Linked DNA regions of Mus musculus: all the other regions are linked to region 1. Evidence: chromatin contacts called from public Hi-C and Micro-C data. All regions are on one chromosome and are shown on one strand. Each heading gives the region's core, a stretch centred on a gene start, on an enhancer-like site or on the middle of the called end of the contact. The rest is flanking DNA. Distances are from core to core; before and after follow the strand shown. Region 1 overlaps Babam2 (BRISC and BRCA1 A complex member 2). Region 2 overlaps Babam2 (BRISC and BRCA1 A complex member 2). Region 3 overlaps Babam2 (BRISC and BRCA1 A complex member 2).

What was found. Hi-C and Micro-C count contacts between places; a contact is called where the count stands out from the background.
Region 2: a contact with region 1 is called in a Hi-C map of bone marrow-derived macrophages, with 32 read pairs. The contact joins two enhancer-like sites. A contact is called at or near these places in 1 of 15 datasets of contacts at CTCF or cohesin (CD8 T cells), 2 of 484 Hi-C or Micro-C datasets (the C2C12 cell line and bone marrow-derived macrophages), 5 of 115 datasets of contacts at active chromatin or transcription factors (CD8 T cells, effector CD8 T cells, intestinal villus epithelium and 2 more) and 1 of 9 other capture datasets (embryonic stem cells).
Region 3: a contact with region 1 is called in a Micro-C map of muscle stem cells, with 4 times the contacts expected there. The contact joins two enhancer-like sites. A contact is called at or near these places in 3 of 484 Hi-C or Micro-C datasets (adipose-derived mesenchymal stem cells, muscle stem cells and nephron progenitors) and 2 of 115 datasets of contacts at active chromatin or transcription factors (embryonic stem cells and microglia).

Annotation. Positions count from the first base shown.
Region 1 is chr5:31,757,035-31,759,734 of GRCm38.p6, forward strand. The region is part of intron 3 of Babam2 (BRISC and BRCA1 A complex member 2); the gene reads left to right. Among named protein-coding and RNA genes, the nearest start is that of Babam2, 60 kb to the left of the region's middle. Within about 2 kb of position 1,422, at least 50 of the 459 cell types and tissues checked have an H3K27ac peak or open chromatin away from gene starts, as enhancers often do. A contact at or near this core is called in bone marrow-derived macrophages and muscle stem cells, where this site is marked.
Region 2 is chr5:31,907,062-31,909,761 of GRCm38.p6, forward strand. All of the region lies in intron 7 of Babam2 (BRISC and BRCA1 A complex member 2), which reads left to right. Among named protein-coding and RNA genes, the nearest start is that of Gm52770, 90 kb to the right of the region's middle. Within about 2 kb of position 1,365, at least 22 of the 459 cell types and tissues checked have an H3K27ac peak or open chromatin away from gene starts, as enhancers often do. A contact at or near this core is called in bone marrow-derived macrophages, where this site is marked.
Region 3 is chr5:31,949,361-31,952,073 of GRCm38.p6, forward strand. All of the region lies in intron 7 of Babam2 (BRISC and BRCA1 A complex member 2), which reads left to right. Among named protein-coding and RNA genes, the nearest start is that of Gm52770, 48 kb to the right of the region's middle. Within about 2 kb of position 1,396, at least 11 of the 459 cell types and tissues checked have an H3K27ac peak or open chromatin away from gene starts, as enhancers often do. A contact at or near this core is called in muscle stem cells, where this site is marked.

The sequences.
Region 1 (2,700 bases), core at 172-2,671:
GAGAAATGAGACATTTCCTTCATTGCTAAAGACTTCTAATTTATATTTTATGAAGACATGTTATAGAGCTTCATTAAGATACTATTACTAGATGAAAAGAAGGATGCTTTTATTACAGGTTAACTATAATAAATCAAGTATTTCCTTTATCAGTTGTAGTCAGAAGATAGTCTCTGTCCTTGTAAGAGAAACCTGCTGTATTCTGGTGTTGAAGTGTATCGCAACACCTCTATCTCACCATTTTTTTTAATTACTACTTTTTTTTATTACTTTACATTTTTAGAGTTTCTTTCTGCTACAGTCTCACCAGTATTTGTTCTTTTCTTAAAGATTTATTAATTACTTTATTTTTATATGTATGAGAGTTTTGCGTACATGTATAGATGTGTGCCATAGGCATGCCTCATATTCATAGAGATCAATGAGGGCATTGATCCTCTGAAACTGGAGTAACAGATGGTTGTGAGCTGCCATGTGGTGCTGGGAATTCAGCCCAGGTTCTCTGCAAGAGCAGTAAATGCTCTTCACACTGAGCCATGGCTCCAGCCCCTGTTGTTTTTCTCTTAATGACTGCTATTCTCTTTGGGTTGAGATCTCAATGTTGTTTTAATTTCCACTTCTATGATGGTTAGTAAGACCACATCCCCATTTCATAGGTTTTATTTATTTATTTTTTCTACTGCATTGGAGTGACCCTGGAGACATGTGCTTCTCTCCGTTCTCCACCCTTCCTTCATCTAGCAGCCCCTGCGCATAGCTTTCTCCTACAGACCCTTCTTGCTTTGTTTATTTCTGACTTCAGTAACTTTCCTGGCTGAAATATGGCTGCCTTTGTTCTTTGTCAACCGAAACTTGAATAATCAGAAAAACTACAACTAACATGTTGCTTTGACAAATTGATTATTAATTTTGCTGCCTTCCTCCTCCCATCCCCCGTTAGCTTCCTACAAGCACTGGCTAGAGCTTTTTAGCTTTCCACTTGAGTAGTAGACTATTTGTATTTTATATTTAATGTTTCTCAAAAGCATTTTCTTATATCTATTTTTGAAGGGTTTTATATTTTCATTGCTGTTTTAAAGCATTAAAATTTTTCATTCATTTCAGTTTTTCTCCATGTTAGCCTCTGTATTTCTGAGCTTGCTTTTCTTTATTGTTAGATTCATTGTTTAGATCTGTCACCTGAGAATGGAAACTATCCTTCATACCGTAAAAGACATGTTTTTCTTTTGTTAATTGGGCATTTCAGAGCTGTTTGACAATAGATAGTTTTATTCAGCTTTTTTTCATAAATTCCACAGGAAAGTGCCTGATTTCCACGGTTTATGGAGGTGTGGACTTGTGCACGGTCTTTCAGGCACTGTTGTATGGGAGTGAGGCACTAACCCTGCCTAGGACCATCCTCTGTGTGCAGGTTTGACTGCTCCGGGTGCTCTGGCTCATGTCTGTGTGTGGAGTCAGCAAAAGACTCATTGTTGAACAATGAACTCAGAACTCAAGAAACATTGGTGTGGTTTTCCCCCCCCCTCATTTAGCATTCTGTGGTTATTTCTCCTGATTTTTTTGGCAAGTGTTGTTTGTGTGTGTCAAACTATGCCACATCAGCCTTAAATTTCTGCTTTGTATAATTCAGCTAGGAATTAGAAAGAAGTATTTATAATCAACTTGTATTCTCTATTTTCCAAACCTAGATTTACTTGTATGATCTCATTTTAATCCCAGCAGCGTTCCCAGGGCCTGCTCTCCTGTTTTGTGCATGGGAGTGATCCAGGTCACGGTCTGGGCAGGCAGGGACCTGGTGCGCAGATCTGCATCTGCTACTTTTTACTTTTGCCTGTGGCTTGTTCCGAAGTGAGTTCTGTCCTTATCACAATGCGCTAACAGTGCGCACTTCCCTGTAGAAGTCAGGAAGAGGAAGTCCCCAGAGTCAGCTGCTCATGGTGGGAGAACCATCCTGGTATGGCTGAATAGGAAATAAAGAGTACTGGCTGCTGAGGCTCTCCTCTGCACAGCAGCTGGGAAAGGTGGTAGGAGGCTGACTGACATCTGATTGGGGACTGCTTTTTTTTTTTTTTTTTTACTTTAACAAATTGCAGGGAAATTAACTTATAAAGAGAAATGGTTTATTGTGACCCATGGTTTTAGAGGGTTCTACTCTATTCTCTTTGTTTCTTTATTGGCTCTGGTGAAGTAGTGTTTCCTGGTGGGAACATGTGTCAGAGGAAAAACACTCAACTCAGACAGAAGGCAAAGGAGAAGAACGGGATTAGTTCATAATGTCCATCATTAAACACATTGCGGGAAGTAGTAACAACTTAGTTGCAGGATATGCTGTAGGAAATAGCTGAGGGATCAAAGCAACAACATGGATGCAGATTGTATTTGAGAATGTATTCCAGTCTAGTAGTGTTTACACTGACCTTGCTGTTTAAGTAACTGAACAGCAGTCTGATCATATACTCTATACACCGGAAGTTGGCATGCTTTTTTTTTTTTTTTTAAAAACTTTTGGAAAGGGACCAAAACATTTTTAGAGTCACTTACCTAACTTCTGTCCATGAGTCCATCTGTCTGTCTATCCTTCCTTCCTTCCTTCCTTCCTTCCTTCCTTCCTTCCTTCCTTCCTTCCTTCCTTCCTTCCCTCCCTTCTTCCTTTCTCCCTCCCCTCCCTCTTTTCCTTCCCTCCTCCTTCCTTTTCTTCCA
Region 2 (2,700 bases), core at 115-2,614, 150 kb after region 1:
TTGGAAAACTTATTAATACTCTAAGAGCTCAGAGGAGATTTCTATCTGGCTTGATAAAGGGAACACTGGAAGGCTCTTGAAGCCTAGCTTTTCTGATGTCATATGGCTTTTCTAGAAATTAAATAAGCAACACAGTGACAATATATGCTCTTCGTTGTTCTCTACCGTATGATGCTCATAATGGTGTTCTTGGCGTGTGTTCTCTATAAAGTGTTCCCTCCCCTGTGACCTGGATTTTTAGACCCTCTGGGCTCCTACAGGGCCTGTTTCACTGTCAGCTCATTAAACTGTGGAAGTTTTCTTCTCATGCTTCTATCACTTGATCATTTAAACTTTGGTTGTTGTTGGTGTGTGTGTGTGTGTGTGTGTGTGTGTGTGTGTGTGTGTGTGTTTGTGCACGCGCGTGTGTGTCTGTGTCTGTGTTTATGTGTGTGTTACTGCAGGTATGGGCATGCCACGACATACATGTGCAAGTCAGAGGACAACTCTAGGGAGTAGGGCGTCTTCTGCCACCTTATAGAGTCTGAAGATCAGACTCAGTTCATTAGGCCAGTGTGCAAGCACCTCTGTAGTTGAGCTGTCTCGTCTCATCAGCTCCCTAGATCATTTTCTTTCTTCTTCTTCTTCTTTTTTTTTTTTTGAGATTTTTGTTTATTTTTATTTGTCATATGGGTGTTTTTTTCTCTCATTGTATGTCTGTGCACCATATGTGTTCAGTATCTTCAGATGCCAGAAGAGGAGGTCAGATCTTCTGGAATTGGAGTTACAGATAGTTGTGAGGCATAACGTACGTGCTGGGAACCAAACCCAGGTCCTCTGCAGGAGCAGCCAGTGCTGTTAACTGCTGAGCCATCCCCGCCAGTCTCTTCCTAGCCTCAGATCATTTTCATGACCTTCTTTGTGGATAACTCCTTGGCCTTTATTTCTAATATTAACTTTTTCCCTAGCTTAAATGCCTAGAAAACATCTGCTTTCTAGGCATTTGATGGACGTTTGTGCCGGTATTCCATTTTCACCACCAATTTAAATCTCTAAGTTTAGCAAAATGTCCCAAACCAAGCTTGTTGTCTTGAATAAGGCAGTCTTCCTTCCTGTTTCACTTCCTCTTCCTCTGATGCTCTTGTGTGATCAAGAGACACATCTCACAGGCATCTTCCTATGTCCTAAAAGTCTATGTCTGATGCCAGAAGGCACTCTGTACAGTGCCTTTCATTCCTTGTCATTCCTACCATTTTCTGGTTTGTCCTATCATTGTCATGCCCCTTGGTGGACTCTTGACTCCTGCTCTCTTCCTGTCTGACTTCTAGCTAACTCCCAGCTTTAGTTTTCAATTTATTTCTGTTTGGCACAGAACTGTCTCTGTCTGCCTGAAGTTTCACGAACATAATGTCCTTGCTTAAACATTTCCCTTGCAGTCCAGCTAGCAGTCTGGTAATCAGGCAGTTTTCAATAGCTCTGGGCTCACCTTTCCACCCCCATCTGCACATCACACACACACACACACACACACACACACACACACACACACAGAGCCTGCTGTTTAGCCAAATGTTTTGACATTTTTTTTAAAAACAGGCTTTGTGTTTTTTCCACATCTGCACCTTTGCTCAGGCTAGGCCTTGTTCCAGAGCATTACATTTGGTCCCCTCTCCTGCAGGGTCTACACATGACCTGCCCATCTTTTTAGGTCTTCTTGGTAGTCATCTCCTCTCTGGAGCTTTCTTTACCATCCACCACATGCTGTCTACTGGGACAATACCTTTTCCTCCTGTGTTCCTGACTATCTTGGCATATTGTTTTATGAAACTAGGAAGTCCCTGTTATTTTAGAGCTGGGGAAAACACAGCCCATTTCTGCCAAGCTGGTCCTACCCTAGTCCCACTCCCCACTAATGTAACTTTCCAGAAGTGTAGAAGTTGATGATCCTGTGTGTCGCAAGGCATGTAGTCTCCATGTTCCTGTACCTTGTAGCCAGCAGCTAGGTTCCTAAGTGGGTGGTTGCTTGGCCATGCTCCTGGGAGGTTGAACTTTGCAAGAGTGCTGTCTCGCCTGAACCCTGCAGGTGATGAACATGATTTTAGTCTCATGAACTTTGAGCTTACAGTTTCTTACCTTTACCCATTATGGCCTCTTTGGCCTCCTTTTCCCTACTGTGGCATCAGACATGGTATTTTAGGACATAGGAATAGGTTGTAATCCAGAAACTGGGGTACACTGAAATTTGACTCATGCCTATGAAAAGGACATAGGGACCTGGAAATTGAAGTAATGATATTTGAAATTATAGGTAAAAATACTACATACTACATTCAGGTAAATCAGATAAAATAAAAAATTTAATTTTATAAGAAAATTCACTATGTTGTGATTTTTCTCAAATGTCCCATTGATTTTACTATCTGGCATGATAGAACATACCATTTTAGATGTTCCAAAAAACCGTTTGAGACCTGGACTTATATATCCCTTGAACTCACTGTGTACCCTGAACCCTGATCCTCTACGTCCTCCACCTCCCAGGTGCTAGGACAGTTGGTGTGACCACCTTGAGTACCTTCTCAAATGTGTCACTTTAAAAATGTGGGACTAAGCACAGATTGATTGGCAACAAACAAACAAACATAATTATCTTCTTAAAAAAAATCTTTTGCCAGCTGTCTCAAAAAAAGGAGGCCCCATATCACTAGAGGTAGTTTTTGG
Region 3 (2,713 bases), core at 146-2,645, 190 kb after region 1:
AAAGATACACCCATTCAGAGACACCTAAGTTTATTAAACCTTTCTGTCTTATCATAGCATATTTTTATCAGAACAAAACTCGAGAGATAAATTCATCTGCCCGCAGACAGAGTTGTACACCTGAACCCCAGGTGGGTGTTTGTGTTTGGGTCTGTTTCTAGGTGGAATGAGCTCATGTTCTCTCCTACCACAGGATTGTGCAACACTCATGCGCACCTGTGTTTTGATCTTTGAAATCTGTCGTGGTAACATATCAAGCAACTTTAAATAGCTTCGTGCATGATCCAGATTGCACGTCTGCCAGAAACATCATCGAGCTTGGTTTTGGAGCTGGCTCAAGTTCCTGTGATACTAAACTTTCGTCATTTTGAAAATATATTAGTTGTCAGATTCCAGTCTTTACCTTCATCTTCAGTCTGCAAAGATCAATGCGTGAGGTCTCCCCGGTTATTACTGAAGGAGAGTGGGACACAGGACCTAGAGAGTAATTGGACAACTGACTTGCCATGTTTCTTCCATTTGACAAGCAATTTAGAACATTATTTTTTTGCCCTTTAGATAAATTTTCTGTGTTGTTTTAAAACATGAATGTTTAAAGTACATACTAGAACGATATTAGAATAGTATCACTAATTTCATTATTTAAAACATTTTGAAAGCTCACCTTGTAAAGTATCAAGATAGAACCTAGTGAGAACAAAGATAAAGAAGAGAGAACTTGAACACATGGCTCCTTGTTTTCAGTGAGACTGACCAATGCATGCATATTCAAGTATTTCTGTCGTCTGTGTAAGTCGCAGACACCTCAGCTACCACCTTGTTTTCTGGGTGGAATACTGATGTTGTAAGTTTTTCCAAATGTAGACATTTTAGTTAAAAATTTTATAACAAGTTCAAAAGCCATTAAAATAAAATAGTATCATGAGTCTCAGGGGCTCAACACCCCACTTCTTTGTTCTGTGGTCATTTTCTCTTGTGGTGCTGGGGCTTGAACCTGGGGACTTGAGTGTACTAGGCAAACAAGTGCTGTGCCACAGAGCTATTCACCTACCCCTGCGGTCAGCCATTGATAATATAACTCATTTATTTCCTAAGCCCAGTCTACTGCATTACCTTGAGGCGAGTCTATAAATATGTAGTAAGCATGTTTGTCTATATGGGGCTATTTTTGAGTTTATAGCTGTCACATACATAGGGAACAAAAGGGAGAGAGAGGTGTATTCTAGAACAGAGATAAGAAAGAAGAGAAACAGCATGAAGCAGACGGTACTGGGAAAAGGAGGTAGCCTGTCACAAGTCCGAAGTGTTTGATGCCAGGCCATGAGCCACAGGGACCTCAGCGGTAATGTGAGGGACAGGGCCAGCTGAGAGGTGCATCACTTGCAGCTGTCTCTCTGAGTCTTAGTTGTTAGCTCTTTCCGTCATGGAGACTACCCATTCTCTGATGAGTATCTCCATAACTCAGACTGTGAGGGAAAATGTGACTGCTTTCAGCCTATGGAGAATAGCCACTAGGCAGAGCATCTTGAAGGCAAGATCCACATCTTTTCCAATTCCTGGCCTACAATGAGCAAACCCTTCCATCTGTAAAGCACTCAATTCAGTGAGTGGATTGCAGTTTAGACATGAAATGTTTCCCAAAGACCATGTGTCTTTACGTCTGGTTTCCAGCTTGACACAACGTTTAAGACCTGACATTTAGAGGAAGAAAGTTGGGTCATTGGGAACACATTCGTAAAGCATCGCAGATCCCTCTTCTCTTTCTCATTCCTGTCATTCCTAGGTGGGGTTTTCCTCTGCTTCACACTCCCCTCGTGGTGCACTCATTCACCCTAGCAGGAGGAGTAGACGGGCTGTGGGGCCCTTTTCATGGACTGCTCCTCACCAGAGTACTTTAAGAACAGCAGCCATTCATCTGATCTTTTGTTCTTTAATCACTGAGTATAAAATTTGCCTATCCACATGTGTCTGTCTATCTGAACTCTCATGAATTCTCTCGGCAGTGGTCTCTGGCTTATAGAACTGACGTACTCCCATTCACAAAGTAGCCATTACTATTCTTGTATTACAGAACCTTGGGAATGATTTTTAAATAAGCTTTGCAATTACTTGCAATGTAAAAGTATATATCATTTCCTTCCTAACTCAGGCATTATGTATGAGTTCTTTAGGGTTGAACATTAGAGTTCTTTGATAGTGGAAATAAAACACAAGTCCATCACCAATTTTTCATGTGCTGAAGCTATAAAATCAGCAGGCCTGATAATGCAACATGGCCAATTTTGAACTACTTTTTAAACTATTCTACGGTGGCAGTTGTGCATTTTCCCTGTTTTGCTGATCTCTTACTAATGACTCCTGTTTTCATTTCCAACAGAATACTGGATCTACAGTTGCCCACCTTCCCTATAGTGGTTTTGTGTTAAGCAGCTGTCCTTCAGTGCTAATGCTGCCTGTGACTGTCAGTTGTTGGCTTACTCTGTCTCTTGTATCTATGGCTTTTAATGTGGCTTGAAATTATTGTCTCATGGAGAAAGTAAGGACATGTTAAGGCTGATGTAATATAATGGAAATTGAAAGCAGACTAGGTCCTAAATATCTTATATTCAAGTTGGGTATTTTAATCTCTGGATGATGTAGGCCGAAATGCATGCCATTCAATGACCCACACTGAAGTCCCTGCCTTGTGTGTTTATTCCTGGTACCTCTCACC